Regions from separate parts of the Ovis canadensis genome. Here region 2 is linked to region 1. The links are chromatin contacts, called in public Hi-C maps. All regions are on one chromosome and are shown on one strand. The core of a region is the stretch at or near the end of the contact, and the rest is flanking DNA. Distances in the headings are between cores, read along the strand shown.

Region 1 (4,369 bases), core at 1,098-3,597:
CATCTTCCCCACAGCCTATCTCTGAGGAATTTAAAATATCTTGCCCCTTTGAAATGTTTCCAAGGCAAATTGTATCACTGAGCCCACAGGTAGACTGAGGGTAGTTTTAGGGGAAGAGGTAATCAGCACCCTGCGTGTGTGCTAAGTCGCTTCTGTCGTCTCCGACTCTTTGCGACCCCATGGACTGCAGTCCGCCAGGCTCCTCTGTCCATGGGATTCTCCAGGCAAGAATACTGGAGTGGGTTGCTGTGCCCTCCTCCAGGGGATCTCCCCAACCCAGGGACTGAACCTGCGTCTCAGGTCTGCTGAATTGGCAGGCGGGTTCTTTACTGCTAGCACCACCAGGGAAGCCCAATAAGCACCCTGCTGCTGCTGCTGCTGCTGCTAAGTCGCTTCAGTCGGTCCGACTCTGTGCGACCCCATAGACAGCAGCCCACCAGGCTCCCGCGTCCCTGGGATTCTCCAGGCAAGAACACTGGAGTGGGTTGCCATTTCCTTCTCCAGTGCATAAAAGTGAAAAGTCAAAGTGAAGTCGCTCAGTCCTGTCCGACTCCTATGGAGTGGGGTGCCAGTGCCTTCTCCGAATAAGCACCCTAGTTCGCCACTTTTCACAAATTTGAAATGTGGCATTGATTACAGCTATCACTGCGTCTCGTTATGTTAATAGTTACTACCATCTTAAATATTTCATGTTCTTAAATATTTCGTCAGTGGGAGTAGTTGACACTGGCAAATCATTTTTCTTTCGTATGCAGTTTTGTTTACCTTGTAGAATGTGCCTTATACGTCCCTATTGCCCTGCTGTTATAGCCCCAAATTAGAAAAAAATCATCAATGCCTCAAAAGTGCTTCCTTGACTCATAAAAGCGGCGATGAAGATAGTAATAGGGATCTGACTACTCAGAACAATGCCATCCATAAAGTGTGAGCAGCATTCAGTGGGGTATGATATGTCCAAAGGGGCTGGGATGAAGGAAAATATGAGTGATTATTTCACACAATAAGAAAAAGAGAAACTGCAAATAGGAACTACCATAAACATTAGCTGGAAACTGGAGGGTTTGGGAGTCTTTTTTTTTTTGGCCACAATATGTGGCATGTGGGATCTTGGTTCCCTGACCAGGAACCAAACCAGTGGAAGCCTGGAATGGAAGCATGGAGTCTTAACCACTGGACCACCGAGGAAGTCCCAGAAGCTGGGTTTTGTTGACGATTCACCCCGTCCCCAGTGCATTATCAACTCTAAAATGTCAAATCAAGGCTCAAAGTCATCAAAACCTGTGTACTGGTCACAGGTTAAAGCCTACTGATTTTTTTTTCCAGAATAAGCCCAATATAGCATTTCCCAGGATAAAAATTTAATTTCTTGGTAGAGATGAAAAAAGGCCCCCAAATAGGCCCCCAAAAAGGCCCCCAAATAGGCATATCACTTCTAGTTGCCCTCACTCTTCAGAGCAAAAGAACAGAAAAGACACAACAGAAAAGACAGACGAACCAGTTGTGGAGCTAGTGATATAAACACTTGGCAAGAAAGCAGTTTGATGAAATGCCACTGCAGGATGTCCTAGAACAATGGCACGCCGAGTTCATGAGCAATCGCCGTTAGGTGCAGATGCCAACATTCAAGTCTCCAGGTGAAAAGTTTCATATCCAGACTATGCAATAGCTTTTAGAAAGGGGAAAACATAGATGATGGCAAAGCAGTCACTGAATTTTTGTTCTGCTTATCTCTAAAATGTTCTACTGCCAGAGGACAATGTTTTATTAGAGGTTATTTGGTAAATGAAAAAGATACCTTGGAATTCTAACAAAGGAGATCTTCCGACCCTGTTTCAGTTTCTCCCTCTGAAAAGTGGGAATGGTGCTGTTAACAGCAATAATAATGCCTGTTTCCTACAGAGGTGGTTAAGATTAGCGAAGAACTACACAGAAAGCAATGCCTGGCATATCGAAAACACTCAATGGGGACTTCCCTGGTGGTGCAGTGGCTAAGGCTCCGGGCTCCCAGTGCAGGGGGCCTGTGTTCAATCCCTGTTTAAGGAACTAGATCCCACATGCTGCCACTAAGAGTTCGCATGTCACAACTGAAGACTCCGCATGCTGCCACGGAGGTCAACACCCAGCAGTTAAAAAATTAAGGAAGTACTCAATGAAGGTGAGTTATTGTTATCATTCCATGAATGTTGGTTTGAACACTGCTGAATTCAGAGAACCACTGACAGTCCTCAATATGTGTCCTGAACCTAATTCAGTGTTGGAGGAAATAGAAAACATTTTCATCGTGAGTCAAACTGCAGTCACGAAGGCTACATTCTTTTCAACATGGTCATAGAAATAGAAGTACAGGAACCTGCTTCCTTTTGCCAAGCCCTGGGAAGTACATAGATGCTGGAGGGCAGAGGAGTTCACGTCAGTTCTGTTTTGTTTTAGCATTTTTACTGAGATACAATTCACATAGCATAAAATTCACTTTTTTTTAATTTAGTTTTTTTTTTTTGGCCACACCACATGGCATACAGGGTCTTAGTTCCCTGACCAGGGATCAAGCTCTTGCCCCCTGCAATAGAAGTGTGGACTCCTAACCACTGGACCACCAGGTAAGTCCCCAAATTCACCATTTTAAAGTGTATATTTTTAGTATATTCACTCTGTTGTACAACCATCAATGCTATCTAATTTCCAGAACATTCCTATCACCCTAAAAAGAAACCCCATACCTATTAGCTGTTAGTCTAAATTCTCTTCTTCCCCCAACCACTGGCAACTGCTAATCTACTTCCTGTCGTCTATGGCTTTGCCTGTTCTGGATATTTCCACATAAATGGCTTCTTACGCTAGGTGGTCTTTTCTCTCTGATTTCCTTCACTCAGCACCATATTCTCAAAGTTAATCCATGTTGTGGCACGTAATAGTACTTGACTCCTCTTTACAGCTGAATAATATTCTGCTGTATGGATAGACCCCATTTTGCTTATTTATTCATCGGTAGATGGACATTGGATTGTTTCTGGTTTGGGGCTATTTTGAATAATCCTGCTGTGAACATTCATGCACGAGCATGTGTGTGAATGAATATTTTCAATTGTCTCAGGTGTACGTGAATGAAATTGCTGAGTCAGATGGTAATTCTGTATTTTACCTTTTGAGGAACTGCCAAACTGCTTCCCACAGCAGCTGAAATATTTTACACTCCCAGGAGCGATGTATGAGGATTCTACTTTCTCCACATTCTCACCAACACTTGTCGATGCTGTTGTATTATAATTATATATTATAATTATTATAACTATCCTAGTGGATGTGAAGTAGCATCTCATTATCATTTTGATTTACATTTCCCCAGTAACTAATAATGTTAAAAACATCTTTCCATGTGATTTTTGACCGTTTGTTTACCTTCTTTGGAAAAATGTCTATTCATACTCTTTGCCCAATTTTTTAACTAGGTGATCTTTTTAATATTGAGTTGTAAGAGTTCCTTTCATAGTCTGGACACTAGCTCCCTATCTTATATATGATTTGCAAATATTTTCTCCCATTCTGTGAACTGTATTTTCATGTTCTTATTTGTGTTCTTTGACCGCAAAAGTTTTATTTTTGATGAGGTCCAACTGATTTGTATTTTTTCCTCCTTGATTGCTTGTGTTTTTGTTCTCATTTCTAAGAATCCATTGCCTAATCAAAGGTCGCACAAACTTTCATATGTTTTCTTCTAAAGTTTTCTAGTTTTAGCTCTTACATTTAGGTCTTTGATCTCTTTTGAGTTCAGTTCTTTTTTAAAAGATTTTTTTGTAATGTAGACCATTTTAAAGTCTTTATTGAATCTATTATATACAATACTGTTTCTTTTTTGTGTTTTGGTTTTCTGGCCTCAAGATGTGTGGGCTCTTAGCTCCCCAGCAAAGGATGGAAGCTGCTCCCCCTGCACTGGAAGGTGAAGTCTTAATCGCTGGGCCACCAGGGAAGTCCCTTGAGTTAAGTTTTGTTTCTGGTATGAAGGAAGGGTTCAAATGCATTCTTTCGTATGTGGATATCTAGTTTTACCAGCATCTTTTGTTGAAAAAGCTAATCTTTCCCCCATTTATTCGTCTTGGCACCTTTATTGATCATAAATGTATGAGTTTGTTTCCGGACTCTCAATTCTATCCCATTCATCTATGTCTGTCCTTATGCTAATTTCACACTGTCTTGATTACTGTAGCTTTGTCACAAGTTTTAAAATTGGCAAGTGTGAGTCCTTCAACCTTGTCCTTCTGTTTTCAAGATTTTACTGGTTATTCCCGGTTCCTTGCAGTTTTGTATGCAATTTAGGATTAGCCTGTCTATTTCTGAAAAAAAGAAAAGAAAAGAAAAGAAAAGCGGTATTAAC
Region 2 (4,369 bases), core at 1,070-3,569, 83 kb before region 1:
ACAAATTTTATGATTCCAATCCTTGCCATCTTCTATCTAGAAAAGCACTAAATCCCTTCATGATGACATCAAATCCTCGTGACTAGCAGAAAACCTTTCATAAAATGAGTGCTTGATGGTATCAAACTCCCCATTCACCAAAATCTTGTATATTGACTGTCCTCCCACTGCCCTTTTGGAGCAGTCTCTCAGAGCTATCTGCGGTGCTGCCTCCTGGGCTGCAGTCCTCATTTTGCCCCAAATAAAACTTAACTCACAACTCTCACGTTGTGCATCTTTTTTAGTTGACAGAGATATAATTGACGGACAGCACTGTATATGTTTAAGGTGTATGACATAATGATTTGACTCATGTACATCATGAAATGATTACCACAGTAAGTTTAGTGAATATCCATGTTTCATATACATATATGAAAGAAACAGAAAAATATTTACGTGTTTTTCATTGTCCTGAGAACTCTTAGGATTTGTTTTCTTAACAGTTTTCCTCATAACTTACAGCACTATTGATTATATTTATCGTATTGTACATTAAATCCCTAGTACTTATTTATCTTACAACTGGAAGTTTGTACCTTTTGATTGCCTTCATCCAATTCCCCTTCTCCTATCTCCCCACCTCCACCTCTGGTAACCACGAATCTAATCTCTATCTCTGAGCTTGTTTGCTTGTTTTTGAAGTATAATTGACCTACAACATTGTGTCAGTTCCTGATACATACATAACATAGTGATTCGACATTTCTATACATTTTGAAATGATCACCACAGTAAGTCTAGTTATTATCTGTCGCTGTCCAAAGATATCACATAATTATTGACTATATTCCCTACATTGTACATTTCATACCCATGACTCATTTATTTTGCAACTGAAAGTTTGTACCTCCTAATCTCCCTCACCTATTTCTCTCCTCCCCCTACCCACCTCCACTTGGCAACCAACTGTTGGTATCTCTGTATCTGTTTCTGGTTAGTTATACTTTTTTTTTTTTTTGGATTCCATTTGTCTTTCTCTCTCTGATTTATTTCACTTAGCAAAATACCCTCTAGGTTCATCTATGTGGTTGCAAGTTTTCCTTCTTTTTATGGGTAATATTTCATCATATATATATTTTTTTCTTTATCTATTCATCTATTGATGGACACTTCTGTTGTTTCCATATCTTGGCTGCTAGAAATAATGTTACAATGAACATAGGGGTGCAAATATATTTCCAAATAGTGTTTTCATTTTCTTTGGACAAATACCCAGGAGTGGAATTGCTGCGTAGTTCTATTTTTAATTTTTTAAAGAACCTCCATACTGCTTTCCATAATGGTTGTATCAATTTGTATTCCCTCTCAACAGTTTTGGGGGCTTCCCCGGTGGCTCAGATGGTAAAGAATCTGCCTGCAATGCGGGACACCTGGGTTCAATCCCAGGGTTGGGAAGATCCCCTGGAGGAGAGCATGGCAACCCATGCCAGTATTCTTGCCCGGATAATCCCATGGACAGAGGCGCCTGGTGGGCTGCAGTCCATGGGGTCGCAAAGAGTTGGATACAACTGAGTGACTAAGCACAGCCCAACAATCTAGGAGGGTTCCCTTTTCTCCACATCCTAACCAACATTTGTCATTTGCTGGACATTTTGGAGCAGAGGAGAAACACCCTAAGAACTCTGGCACAGGAGCTCAAAGATGTGACAGTGGGCAGTGGCAAGGGCAAGAAGGAGGGTGATGAGGGGAAGAGGCAAGAACAGAAGCCAGGCTACAGCCTTTCTCTTCTCTGGGGCATCTAAACCACAGATCCAGGAAGCAACCCCACATTGTCCAGCTCTCAGACCTATTACTATTCATTGATGGTATTTCAGGATTACTTCCATAAGCCCCTACGAATCCTCCCATCCGGAAGGCAAGCCTCCATGTGCCGAGTGAAGAGTGTGCTTCAGAGTTAAAGTGTACAAGGAGCCACCCCAGGGAGACAGAAACAGGGCAGTTTCTCTTCAAATCGGGCCCCAAGCAAGAAGAGCCCTCATTCTGCGCTCCACCTTGGGTAAGGGGCCTCTGCCCTCACCACCCACCGCGGAAGTTCTCCCTAGGGCAGAGGGCTCGGGAGGGGCAGAATCCAGGAGAGAACCGAGAGGAGTGAGGCCTTCACATAATTCCAGGATGAAATCGGCCAAGGATGACGTCCTAGAAAGACTCCAGGACGGTTGGGAGAAAAGGGAAGGCAAGGCGGGAAGTCAGGTCCGGCCAACTAGGTGGGGAGCACTGAGACAGAGGCGGGACGAGCCGCGGGCCCCCGGACCTGGGCGGGGCGTGGCAGGTGGGCCGGGGGCGGGGCCCGCGGGGCGTGGGCGGGGCGGGGCCGGGACCCGGCACATGCGCACCGCGGCGTCGCGCGCCCGAGGAGTGGCACTTTTTAAAAGTGCAGCCCCGAGGCCAGCCAGCAGCCGCGCGCACCTCAGTCCACAGCCCGGTCCCGCCCGTCCCGGCCTCACGCGGCCCCGTTTCACATCTGTCCAACCCAGGCCACTCTAGCTCGCATCATGCCGGTCAAAGGAGGCACCAAGTGCATCAAATACCTGCTCTTCGGATTTAACTTCATCTTCTGGGTGAGTGAGTGGACGGCCGCGCGCTCCTCTCGGGGTCCACCTGTCCGCCCGGCGCACTCAGTCCGCGATCGGTCTTGCCGGGCACTCGCCCCGCCTGCGCGGGGAAGACTCCTGGCGGGGAGGAGAGGGCTCTGCGGCCGCCAGCTAACTCCTCGGCCCGAGTCGAGACGGGCGGGGCGGGCGGGTTGGTCTGGGGCGCGTCCGAAGCGAGGCGGGCGGCTGACGAGCCCTGATGAGCTGCGGTTGGAGTTGGTGTATGCTCCCACCCCGAGCCCCTCAGAGTGCAGGAGGAAGAATCAGAGCACCCCTCTGCTGGGGACTTAAGGCCCTGATCGTGGGAGGCTGTGGCGGACTGTGCGGCTCGTGACCCGGGCGGGGTCCCCCGAGTATCCGGGGCCGCGAGGAGGGGAAGGATGCGGACGCCAAAAGGGACTAATGACTCGCCGGGGACGCTCAGCCAAGAGCTGTTGGCACGTTTGCACGGGAGGGGAAGGGACGCCCCAACCGCGGATGTCGGTGTCCCGGGACCCCATTCGTGAATGAAAGTCGGGGTCCCTCCTGCATCCCCGAGCTCTCAGACTGATTCTGAGCCGGCGTGAGAAAGTCCGAGCTCCCTCGAAACTACCTGAAAGACTAGCTTGTCTTGATTTTTTTTTTTCCCCAAAGGGCGATAAGTATCTGGACTGGAGAGAACTCCGAGGCAGTTGGGGAAGAGTTGGGGCCGATGCTTATCGGCGCCCGCGTGGGATGAGTCCCGTGTTTCTCCATTTCCGGGAGGGATCAGGTGGCCACCCCACCTCCTCCCCCGCCAGCCCACCCAGAAGCCGGGTGGGGCCACCGGGAGCGGACTGTCACCTGGGGAGGACGCAGGCCTGGGAGTTCCAGGACTCCCGCTGCCGGCCACTGGCAGCTTCTCAGCCTACGGCAGCCTGAGGCGGGCAGCGGGGAAGGGGAGAGGCCCCTCGGAGCCCTCCCTAGGGGGATTAAGGGGCCCCCCAGAGACAGAGGCAAGGGGTAGGGGACTTGGTGTCCTAGTTCCAGGGTCACTTCCCCCGCTCACAGGTGGACGGTTTTTCCCCTTTGCCATTAGGAAGGCATTTGGAAAGGCAGACCCTGTGCCGCTCTCCAGAGAGAGATGGCTATAGAAGCAGGGGCATGCCACAGGAGGTTTGTAACAAAACTACTTATTCACTCGGATCTGTTTCCCCATGAGCCCCAGGGGAAAGTCTCACAAGATTTGCTCCTCTCCCTGGAGCTGACGGGGTATGAGATGGACCTGCCCTTGTTCAAGTCATCACACCAAACACCTGCCCTAGTGAAGGTGGAGCATAGACGTGCCTTGCCCAGTCCAGGGCCTGCTCTAGGGAGACCCTCTGTTCCCATCAGTCCCAGCAGCCACCCAGCTAGCTGCCAACCTGGCTTCCTCCTCACCCCAACCAAGACACCAGAAAAGAATGTGGAAGGCGGGCTAGCCCCGCCTTTCCCCACCCTAGTCCTTTAAGGAGTTTTCCTCTAGCCCCTCCCTAGCACCTTCTTTCCCCTGCTAGTCCCCTGGTGACTCCTTGGCTTCCCAGGTGGCGCTAGTGGTAAAGAACCCACCAAGAGACATGGGTTCGACCCCTGGGTCGGGAAAATCCCCTGGAGGAGGAGGGCACAGGAAGCCATTCCAGTATTATTGCCTAGAGAATGCCATGGACAGAAGAGCTTGGCAGAGCCTGGTGGGCGACTCCCAGACCTCTCCGGCAGCCTCCAGCCTGCCACCCCACCCA

Evidence for each region. A called contact is a pair of places that touch in the nucleus more often than the background predicts.
Region 2: a contact with region 1 is called in a Hi-C map of fibroblasts, with 4 times the contacts expected there. The contact joins the promoter of CD9 here to the enhancer-like site in region 1. A contact is called at or near these places in 2 of 2 Hi-C or Micro-C datasets (fibroblasts and lung).

Annotation. Positions count from the first base shown.
Region 1 is chr3:215,768,024-215,772,392 of ARS-UI_OviCan_v2, reverse strand. No RefSeq gene overlaps it. Among named protein-coding and RNA genes, the nearest start is that of PLEKHG6, 18 kb to the right of the region's middle. Within about 2 kb of position 2,347, the one cell type or tissue checked has open chromatin away from gene starts, as enhancers often do. A contact at or near this core is called in fibroblasts, where this site is marked.
Region 2 is chr3:215,850,658-215,855,026 of ARS-UI_OviCan_v2, reverse strand. It overlaps CD9 (CD9 molecule), which reads left to right and starts at 2,319. Exons shown (of 8, transcript XM_069585885.1): 1 at 2,319-2,600. The coding sequence starts at 2,535.